Linked DNA regions of Mus musculus: region 1 is linked to region 2. The links are chromatin contacts, called in public HiChIP or PLAC-seq maps. All regions are on one chromosome and are shown on one strand. The core of a region is the stretch at or near the end of the contact, and the rest is flanking DNA. Distances in the headings are between cores, read along the strand shown. Region 1 holds the start of Nfe2 (nuclear factor, erythroid derived 2). Region 2 overlaps Atf7 (activating transcription factor 7).

Region 1 (5,181 bases), core at 1,622-4,121, 730 kb before region 2:
GGGTTGGACTGGGGTGACAGGTTAACTATTTAGGGGTTGGGTGAGCAGCAAAAGTGGAAAATGTTAATGTAAAAAAAAACTACGTGGCCGCCGTTCTATCTGTAGTCTGTCTCTGCTACCTTTGTTGAGGTTGAAGAATTGTGGAGACAGGAAAATCTTAGTCATTATCACTTGGCCAAGTCTATGCAATCCACTCAGGTGGCACTCCCCTAACACCCTGCAGATTGTAAGTCAAGCCAAAGAAGCATTGTTGTAGGGCATTGACTGTGGACACAGGGATCTCTGGCAGAAGGGGGCTAAAGTGAATCAATCCCCTTCTCCCTGGGGTAACTTTGAGGCAGGGCACAGCCCATAAACCACAGGACAGAGCTCTGCCTTGGGAGGGGTTGAGGTGAAGTGGGCTGTAATGCCTCAGGGGAGATGGGCAACTTACTTAGCTCATTATACCTGGCCACATCCCAACAAATAGGGAGTAAAGGACTTCAAATACTTCTAGTAGTGTCTGCAGGGGAGACTATACCCTCTCTAGTTTGATTCTCAGAAGCCTTACTCTCCAGCCCCTGTTAAATTGTACAGTACTCCTTATCCCAGATCCTAGGACCTAGGAAAATATTTGCTGCTAGGTGACATTCCCCAGCCCCTGGGGTGTTTAGGCTTATCACCTACTTGTCACCTCATGCCCACTCTAGAAACATCTGTATTTTATGCTTCAGCATATCCACACCTTTGCTAGAATACTCTTTTTTTTTTTCTCCACAGCCCAAGTCTACTGGAAAGCCTTGCTTGGATTTCACCAAGTAGGATTAATTTCTTTCATTGCACACTGCTTCACATAGACTTTTTGTGTTGTTTTGTTTTTGAGGCAAGGTCTTCCTATGTATGTATGTATGTATGTATGTATGTATGTATGTATGTATGTATGTGTGAGGCTGTCCTGGAACTTACTGTATAGATCAGGCAGGTCTGGAGTAGTGATTCTTTTGTCTTTGTTTCATGAATGCTTTTTTCTTTTTTAAACAGTGTTTCACTATATGTCACATGCTGTCTTGGAATTTACTATGTAGCCCAGGTTGGCCTTAAAAAAAAAAAAAAAAAAAAGTCTGTCTTCCTGCCTCAGCCTCCCAAGAACTGGATTTTTAGGCATGTGTTTTCATGTCCACTGGCTATAGATCTGAGTGGGTGTGAAAACATGGACTGTCTTAGTCATATTTGTGTTTCTGGAGTAGAAAATAAATATTTTTGAATGAATAAAGGCTAAGGTCTGTCTATGTTGTATATAGATATATCTGAAATGCCATACACCCTGTTCATGAATTATCTGTAATCTGATATTATACAAACAACTGCATGTGTGACTGTTACTATCTCTTATCTCCTATGAGGACCCTAATAAGTATGCAAGGGCATGTATGTGACCTAGATTCAGTCTCACACTAGGCCCCAAGCCCACATCCAGCATGCAGTAAAGTCATTGGATTGCCTCCTGACCCGCATAAACTATACAGGTGTGTGTGATCAGGTTGGAATGGGAAGTACTCAGCCTTAGGTCTAGCTGAGTGTGGGAAATCTCAGAGATGTTAGCTTGATGGGAGGTTCCTTGTGGTATCAACACACTAAGTCATTACTTGCTTGACTATGTTGCCAGGTTGTGGAAGATAGTGGGGAGAACTAGAGTGGTCAAAGAAGACACTTTTGTGATCGAACAGTTGGAAGGCTCCCAGCAGCTGTTGTTCATGCTTCAGGCCAATATAGTCCCACTATTCTAACAGAAAGCACAATCCTATCCAAAGCGTTAGCAGAATGACACCTCTACCTTGGGGTAGGACTCACCTGCTTTTCTGCCTATCTTATTAGTTTGTTTTTCAGAGACAGGGTCCCATGCACATCAGGCTGGCCTCAAACTCACCACGTAGCCAATGTTGACCTTGAACTCACCTTTCCTCTAGCTCTTGAATACAGGGGTTCTAGGTCTTTTGTCAAATACCCAGCTTTGCTTCTGGTCTAAAAATGTTTCCAAATTAACTTGAATATCAGTGAGAAAAACAATAGAGAAAAAGTGGTGTAAGCCGTATCAATCAGAACCGAAGTTAGATAGACCAAAAAGACATGTTCCTTTGGTCTGAAAGTTACTGAAGCAGACACAGTGAGCACTCCTATAATTCCAGCACAGGGAAAGCAGATGAGAGACTTCTGGGAGAGCACAGTTGTCTGATACAGAGCTGTTGTGTACTAGGAGATGAATCTGATGTACATATGTAGCCTGGCCTGCAAGAAAAAAAGATCCCTTTTAGGGAGACTAATTATTAACCAACAGGACAGTCTCCCACCTAAGGACCCTCACCCCACACACACTGGCAATAAATAAATAAATAAACAAACAAATAAATAAATAAATAAATAAATAGGACAAAAAAGAATCCTTTGTCCTAGAGCATCTGAGGCAGGGGTTGGCGGGGTAACTCATTAAAGGATACCTCTAAGCAGCTAGCAGCCTCTCATCCCCAAAATAGTTCCCTTAGAGCCCAGGCTTTCTAGAAGTGAAGGTTGTTGCCCTAAGCAAATTGGACTCAGATACCTGGTTCTTACTGCCTGCTGCCTTTTGCCTTGTTATGACTTAGTTTCCCTGTCGGTCTTTAGGAGACACCACCTGAAAGAAAGAGGAGGCTGCGGGCCATGTTTATTTAAGCTTAGGAGTCTCTTGTGAGTGGACCATCGACTGTGAAGTCAGCCCGAACAAACAGGGAATGAACTGTCCTGGACCAGCTGGAGAGGGTCTGAAGCCTGTGAGCCCCGGGTGCCCCCGCTGCCACAGAGAGGCGGGGGCGGGGTGCAGCAGAAACCACACCGGGCTCAAGTTTCCTCTCTTGGCCAGAAGGGGCAGGAGGAGAAGAGGGCCACGGGGAAAGGGAAGGGTTGGAGGAAGCACTGGTAACTCCGACCGAGGGCTTCGGAGAGACCGCCGGTGCGCCCGCTTCTACCGGGGCCAACCGGTGCTCCGCGCCCAGCCATGGCCCGGGGGCGGGGCTCGGCCCTCAGTAGTACTCAGAGGCAGCGCTCAGCGCCCAGGAGGTGTCAGCTCTGACCCAGCCTCTCAGGGACACTACCCGCAGCCTCATCTCTCTCCTCGCCGGGCTTGGAATCCGCCACAGGTGCCTGAAAGGCGAGTCTGAAGGGACGCCTCAGTGGGCTCTGGGGAGGTCAGGCTGGGCAGGTGGAGGAGGTACAGGGAGGAATACCTAAGTTTCTGTCTGGATGTTTCTAAGACATCTTCCTAGACTATACCTGGTGTAGGAAACTGATACATTAGGAGTAATAATACTACTTGGAGATACTTTTAGATGACTTCCTGGCTGTTCTAGGACCCTTGGGGTGGCTGGGGTGGGAGGTTGTAGGTGGGGGGGCTACACAATGCTTTACTAAATAGCACCCTGGAGGAGCAGGGGAGTGAACAGGAGGAACCCTTCAACTGGCCTGCTGACTGGGGGAGCTAGTAGGCTCCAGTAATATGGTGCCACCTTGTACCCTTCCCCATGGTATTCTGTAGCCCCGACCATCTGAGATTTGGGGGAAGCGAAGGGACCATAAATATGGGATGTCTGAACTTCTGAAAAACCTTGTTACAGCAAGGTGGGGGGGTTGGCTGAGTGGTTCCCCGTTGCCTCTCCTCCTGTACAGTCCTAAGCTGGACCTGAAAAGAGGAGGGCATTCAATCTCAGTGTAGATGCTTCTATGGAAACTCTTGGCTGCTAGTAGCAGGAGGTTGAGATGCTATGGGAGAAAAGAGAGCCACCAGATCTGCGGACTGCAGCCTCTACTTATTGCTTCCAATGAGCCAGAGTTCTAGGGATAGAGTCACTGGAGAGCAGAAATTCATTCCCTTTTCCTTGTTTCCAAGCATCATGTTGATATATATATATATATATTCCCAGGGGACTAAGCCTTCGTGGTTCAAATCTTCCCTCTTCGTTCTATTGACTTCTTCTCTATTTTGCCTCTGCGTGCCTCTCCCTTTTGAGAAATTCTCCGTAATCTTTGTAACAAGGTTGCTTACCTGCTAATTTACACACCAAGTTTTACTCATATCTCTCTAATCCTTCCTTTGTCTGTGTTGACACCAAGAGAGGTGGGGTAACCTAATAAGCCTCAATACAGTACCCTGAAGCAAGCTCCCTGTCAAAGAAGTTCAAAGTCTTAGGCTAGCAGTGGAAGCCAAAATGTCTTCTTCTACCTCTCCAAATGATCCTGTATCCCTAGAAAGTTTTGTAACCTGTGAAGTCTTTGGAATCATGAGAAGATCTTTGGAAGATTCTAAGGATGTAGCTTGGTGGTAGAGTGTTGGCATGGCATATTCAAGGCTCTGGGTTGGTCTGGAAGGAGGGAAGGAGAGTAGGCAGGTAGGACCACCAGAGTGAAAAGGAAGAATGGAAGTTTCTGCAGTTGGCTCAAGTTCTACCAGATCTACAGTGTGGAGGATCGAAGGGGATAACCACCCCAGTAGATCTGGTGGTTTTATGACCTGAAGAGGAAGGCTAAACTGTAAAACAAGAGCAGTGTTGCTAAAGAGCCCCTGGAAAACTAGCTCACATTCCCTGTCTCTTTTCACTACCCTCTCTGGTATTCTTTCTGTCTGGCTTCTAGTCTGTCCTACTGGCTGCAAGCTTGCTGGTCCTCTGAAAGGCAGGCTCCCAAGATCCAAAGGGCCTGTGCCTGGTACAAGCCAATGGTCTGGTGGTTTCCTTTATGAACCTCTGCTCAGCCTCCAGCCTCTTCCTGCCCCCTCTACACTCTTTTTTTTTTTTTTTTTTTTTTTAATCTCAGGAACAAGAAGACTTACTTTCAGGTCTTCATAGGAAAGGGCTGATAGCTAGGTACCACTTGAAGTCTAGCTTTGCCTGGGTTTGTAGCTAGATGAAGAGTATAGACAACTTGCTATTCCCCTTTCCGGCTTTATGTTCTTTCCTGCAAATTCATCTAGATGTGTGTTTCTTGAGGTGAGTCTGGCCTCCTCTCTATGTCTAGGGCATTGTTGTTCTTAGGGGCCTGCACATCCCAAGGCATCAGGCATGTTTTCCATACACCCCAGGTAAATGTGGCTGACTAGATGCAGCTTGTTCCTTCTACAGTTGTGAATTTCTCTACTCCTGTCTCCATTTAGCTGGAAACTGTGATGCAATTTGTCCA
Region 2 (5,352 bases), core at 2,251-4,750:
GTGGAGAGAGGAGGTATACATTTTCCTATGTATAATCTCAGCAGAGCACTCAGGATATGGCCTGTCTGTGAGATTGCTGTCTGTGGCTGTTGGCTGTCCTTATTTTATGGGTTACAGAGAGAAAATACACCCCTCCTCTTCTTCATCTTCCCTTGGCTCTGAGCTATGCAGGCTCTTCCAGAGCCAGAGGCCTGTGGATAGATAGGTCAGCTTTAATAGCTCTTGAGTTGAGAATCCTTCCCATTGTCCTAGAACCACCTTCTGCCATCTGCTCAAGCCAAGTCCTCTTTTCTAGCTCCATCTTAAGTATGCAGAATAATTGCTTGCGTCTTTGTCTTCCAAAATTCACTGTCGTGGAGGAATGGAAATGTCGTGTAGCTTATATGATTATTTCCTCAGAGTTTAGACTAGTGAGCCCATCCTGTGACATGTTTGTATGTTTTATGTAAATTTCCCTCCTGCTCTTTAGAGTCAATGCTGAACAGGCCACACCCAGTGAAAACTAGGAACTGGTTTTATAGTCTTCTCCCACAGGGTCTTAACAAAAACATCCCCTGAGGTGACAAGGATAGCAAATGCCACAGCAGATGGTTGAGGGCAAGCCACCATCTCCAGGGGTTTCACTTGGCCTTAGAAACTCACAGCCATAGTTTGAGCTCAGGACTTCTTTAGATGGCTGCTTCCTAGGATTTTTTTTTCCTGCTTATGAATTTTGTTTCTTTTTTTTTAATTGTCTTGATTTCCCAGTAGCAGCCTTACACTAAAATATGACTGAGCTTATAGCTTCCAAGGGCCCCCCTTGGCTATTTTCTTCCTCCATCAGTCAAGTGTTTAATTCAGTGTAACCTACCAGTCTGTCCTGGGTTGCATGTCTAGTATACGTGGAGGTTCTTTTTCACTTTCTTGACCCTCATGTCTGCTTCTCTTGAGTCTTTGTTTTTATAGCAGGAAGTTAGTATTGGGGGCTTGAATGATGCAGGGCACCAACAGAACCATTGCAGGACTGAAATCCCCAGACTACCGATACCTTGGTGGTCGGTTCTCAGCTTCACTAAGAAAGCAGAACGGCTGCTTATGCTGAAGCCTCTGTGACAGTCAAGGGGGTCATCACCTACATTATTGCTGCCAGGGGTCACAGCCCTGACCTTTGCCTTCCAGACTTAACTGAACCAGAACCAGATACCATAGAGGATAGCAATAAACCCTTCTTGACATCTGACTATGATGTGTCATAGCGGGGTCTCTGGTCATGTCTATTTGGGGTTCAATATGCCTCTTGTATTTGAATGTCAACTCCTGTCCCTAGGTATAGGAAATTTTGTGATATAATTTCATTAAATAGTTTGACTAATTCCTTTTTAATTTATCTCAGGTCCTCCTTCTCCCCAGTGGCTTCTGAGGTTTGTTTGGTCTTTTAAGTATATTCCAAGCTTCTTGAAAATACTGGTAATATCTATCTCTCTCTTTCTCTCTCTCTCTCTCTGTCTCTGTGTGTGTGTGTGTCTGTCTGTCTGTCTGTCTGTCTGTCTGTCTGTGTGTGTCTGAGTATATGATTGTTCCAACTTTGTGCTCCACTGCAGAACTGCATGATCTTAATCTCTTGGGGACACTTTCTAGTGAGGGTTTTCACTTTCATGTTTCTTTCATGTTAATTTCTATCTTGTTCCTTTTCCATGTTTGAATGCCCTCATCAAAATCTCCCTCCATATATCTGACTTTCTCCTCCAACTTACCCACTGTTTTGTTCATTTTGGAGGTTTTGTATACAGTTCCTAGTTCATGCATTTGTATCTGAGACTTCTACATCAACTCTGAACTCTTTCTCAGACTTCTCAGTACTTTTGGTTTTCATTAAGGAGAGGTTTGTAGTATGCCCTGGTCTGCTGTTGTCTCATGTTCCTTGTGTTTCTCTGTGGAATTTTGTACATCAGTCAGGATGGCTATGTCCTCCAGTTTTAACTCATCTTTTCCCAACTCTGTTTTGTTTCATGTAACTAAGCCCTTCTTCAGAGGTCTGTCAGAAAGGCGCTGAGAGTGTGATGTCTCAGGCCCAGGTGTGGTCAGAGGCCTGGTCTGTGCTCTTGCCACCCACTCCATATAACACAGAGTGTTCAGAGTCTCAAAGGCTGAGAAGCCGCCCAACACGCAGGGAGAGCTGGGAAGGACACGGCCCCTTCATTCACTTTCACTCCCTTCCTGTTGGCTGAGATGCCAGATCTGCCTGCTTCCTTCCTCCACTCCTTCCCATGGCTGTAAGCACCAGACCACATACTTAAGGGAGCTGTGCTGGTGAACCTTGCCTTGCTGCCTGCCTTCCCTCTCCCATTCTGTAGCTCTTGACTCCTTCCTTGATTCACCTCTTCCGTCTCCTCAGGGACCCGCCCTCCAGCACCATCATCCTGAGAGATATAACTGTACTTTGTACAGCCTGAACCGCCAAAAAGACACACACATGCAATTCTTCCTCTGGCTTCTGAGAGGCTCCTTAAAGGTGCTAACTGCTCAGCTCACTCTCCCCGGCGTGTCCCCATCCTCAGAACACATTTCCATTATCTATTGTACCCACCAAAAAGAAATATGTACTTCTTATGAAAAGAAAACCCTAGTCTGTTCAGATGTGTCTCACAGCTGTGTGACACGTGCCTTCGTTGCTATGCTTTCTCCTTTCTTTAGCCATGTTTGACCAGGGTGGGAGGGGTGGTGGGACAGGACAGGTGAGGATCCTAAAGCCTATCAAAAGACCCTACCCCACTCCAGTCCAGCTAGACATTCTTCTTACAAATTCTGTTTCTGTCTGTATATGTGCATATGCATAGACAAATCCCCCTATTCCACCAGCCTGGTGATCCATAGGAATGAGCAGTGCCTGCTGGCCACATTCCCACCGTTTGCACTGTTACTTTGAGGTAAAATCCTACCCTAGAATGAACAAAGGCTGGTGAAAGTAGGGCAGATTAAGGCAGCTTATGTTCTTGTAAATGCAAGTTTCTATTTCAGCTAGTAGGTGTTTTCTTTTTCTGTTTTGTTTTTTAATGTAGAGCTGGTAGGCTATAAGCCAGCAATTGTGAGTAAGGCTTTAGCTATTAGTGGCTGTGAGCACTAGTTTCATTGACTTTACCTTAGGGCAGTGGTTCTCAGAACATGGTCCAAGAACAACATCAGCAGCACCATCACCTGAAGAGCTTGCTAGAAATGTACACTCTGGGCCATCCCAACCTCCTGAGTTGGCCACTCTGAAGGTGAGCTTTAACTAACAGTCTCTGCTGCTAGTTCACACTAATGCATGACAGTCCCTAGCGGACAGGCTGGGAGCATCTTAGCTCTGGGATGACAACGATTACTTTAAATGTCTTCTCTGCCTTAGAATTGATATTTTTATTTCCCCCAGTCCTTCCTTCCTCTTCCATTAAAACAGCCACCACCACATTACTCATCTCAAATTCTAGGTTGGTCTTCCTTCTAGTCTTAGCTCTAAAACTCTTGCCTGCATTGGTCTGGACTCATATTTCCTTGCAGGCTACTAGTTCTGCATTCTTGGTGACTTTAGCCAGCAGGAAGGCCAGGAGTGGTGGTGGCATATGCCTTTGATCCCAGCACTTTTGAGGGAAGCAGAGGCAGGCAGATCTCTTTGTGTTCAAGACCAGTCTGGTCTACATAGGGAGTTCAAAGCCAATCATAGCTATGCAGTGAGACCCTGTCTCAAAACAAACAAACAAAATCAGCAGGAGCCTTAGTTGTCCATTTCTTCCCTGTGCACACACCACATCTCTTACAGGAAGATTAGCCTCCACCCCCACAGTGGAGCCTCCTACATCCTGATAGAGTATATGTTGAGAAGCCATGTGTATCTATGAATATAGCTCTGTTCTATATCCTTTTGACATGTAGCAATACCTCTCCATCCTCAAGGAACTCAACCCAGTCTGGGTCTCCCCAGGCTCCAGTGGTAGACTCTGACAGGTGGGAGGATACAGTGCTCTGGGCTGTTTTGTTACAAAAGTGTCTTCTGTCCTTTCCCTCCTCCCAATTCAGCATGACCCCTGTGAGCAGGCTCTCACAATCTCCTGGGGCAGGGCTGAGGCAGGGGCTTTCAGCTCTTCTCCATAACTATCCCTTCTTCCTTCCCCCATGCCATTTAGCAGTTATCACCCAGCCTTGCCTTCTCCCTCCATCCCTTGCCCTGACATATACTGTGCCTTATTTATGCTGCAAATATAACATTAAACTATCAAGAGAATGACTGGTATGTTTGGTGCTTCCCTACGCAGACTCATGGGGCCCATTGGTCACTCCTAGAGACTCAGTAGGCATTTGTGTCTGACCATCCTCCTCCTTCCACTTCTTAGGGCAGAACTAGCAGGCTCTCTCTGCTTTCAGTAAGTAACATGGTGTTGGAAAAGGCACAGAGTTCAGATCTTTAAACTGCCTCAGAGCCAAGGCATCACAAAAAGACTGACCAATGGGAATACTGAACACCCTGGCTCTTTCAGTGTTTTATGCTCACCCACTTCCAACAATTGAAAGGAAGAAAAAGTCCTACTCCCAAGAAAGGGGCTTGGGAGTGTACAAAGAGGTAGACAAAGTCAAGCTTTCTCCAGAGACTAGAAGGAATAGCTGAAGAGATGGCTCAGTAGTTAAGAGGAAAAACTGCTCTTGTCTCAAAAGATCCGTTTGGTCCCCACACCCATGTTGGCTAGTTTACCACCACCCTTAACTCCAGCTGCAAGGGATCTGGTGCCCTCTTTTGGCCCCCACAGGCACTGCACTCACTTGCATAACCCTTCCCCCAGCACACATATACACAATTAAAAAGTTAAAAAAAAAAAAATTAAAAAGAGAAGAAGATTGGAAACTCGAGGCAAACTTTGTAAAAGCAGATTAAAGCTCACAGGAGAACAGGTAATGATCAGGGTGAGGAAGACGGACAGGTGAGCCACTGATCCTTTCTGTGTCTGTGTCTTCCACTAAAAGTGGAAACCACCAAGGAGACAGACTGAAGAACCTGACAAAAGACAGAACAGGTACCTCTAAGGTTCCTTGGTAGAACAGATCTACTGGGTTGGTGTCTGGTGAAGGACTCAGAGCCTCCTTAGGAAATGGAAACACTTACTGGCCATCACTGTGTGGGCCCCAGCAATTAAGGTACTTACTGCCAAGCCTGAAGACCTGAGCTTGATCCCTGGATACATGTGGTGGGAAGAGAACTGGCAAGGTGTTCTCTGAGCTCCACATATGCTCTGTGGGGCATGTGTCTCCTTCTCCCCAGGTAAATAAATGAATGAGAAAGTGGGTGGGGAGCACACAGTATGTCCAAGAAAGAGAGAACATTACCAAAAGCTAAGACAGAGTCTG

What was found. HiChIP or PLAC-seq counts read pairs in DNA pulled down with a chosen protein or histone mark.
Region 1: an H3K4me3 HiChIP or PLAC-seq map of bone marrow-derived macrophages shows a contact between it and region 2, with 5 times the contacts expected there. The contact joins the promoter of Nfe2 here to the enhancer-like site in region 2. A contact is called at or near these places in 1 of 484 Hi-C or Micro-C datasets (CD4 T cells), 4 of 115 datasets of contacts at active chromatin or transcription factors (bone marrow-derived macrophages, extraembryonic endoderm stem cells, memory CD8 T cells and 1 more) and 1 of 9 other capture datasets (adipose tissue).

The regions. Positions count from the first base shown.
Region 1 is chr15:103,253,129-103,258,309 of GRCm38.p6, reverse strand. It overlaps Nfe2 (nuclear factor, erythroid derived 2), which reads left to right and starts at 2,871. Exons shown (of 3, transcript NM_008685.3): 1 at 2,871-3,160.
Region 2 is chr15:102,527,524-102,532,875 of GRCm38.p6, reverse strand. Atf7 (activating transcription factor 7) reads left to right here. Exons shown (of 12, transcript NM_001310067.1): 12 at 1-4,240. Among named protein-coding and RNA genes, the nearest start is that of Npff, 5.6 kb to the right of the region's middle. Within about 2 kb of position 3,500, at least 4 of the 459 cell types and tissues checked have an H3K27ac peak or open chromatin away from gene starts, as enhancers often do. A contact at or near this core is called in bone marrow-derived macrophages, where this site is marked.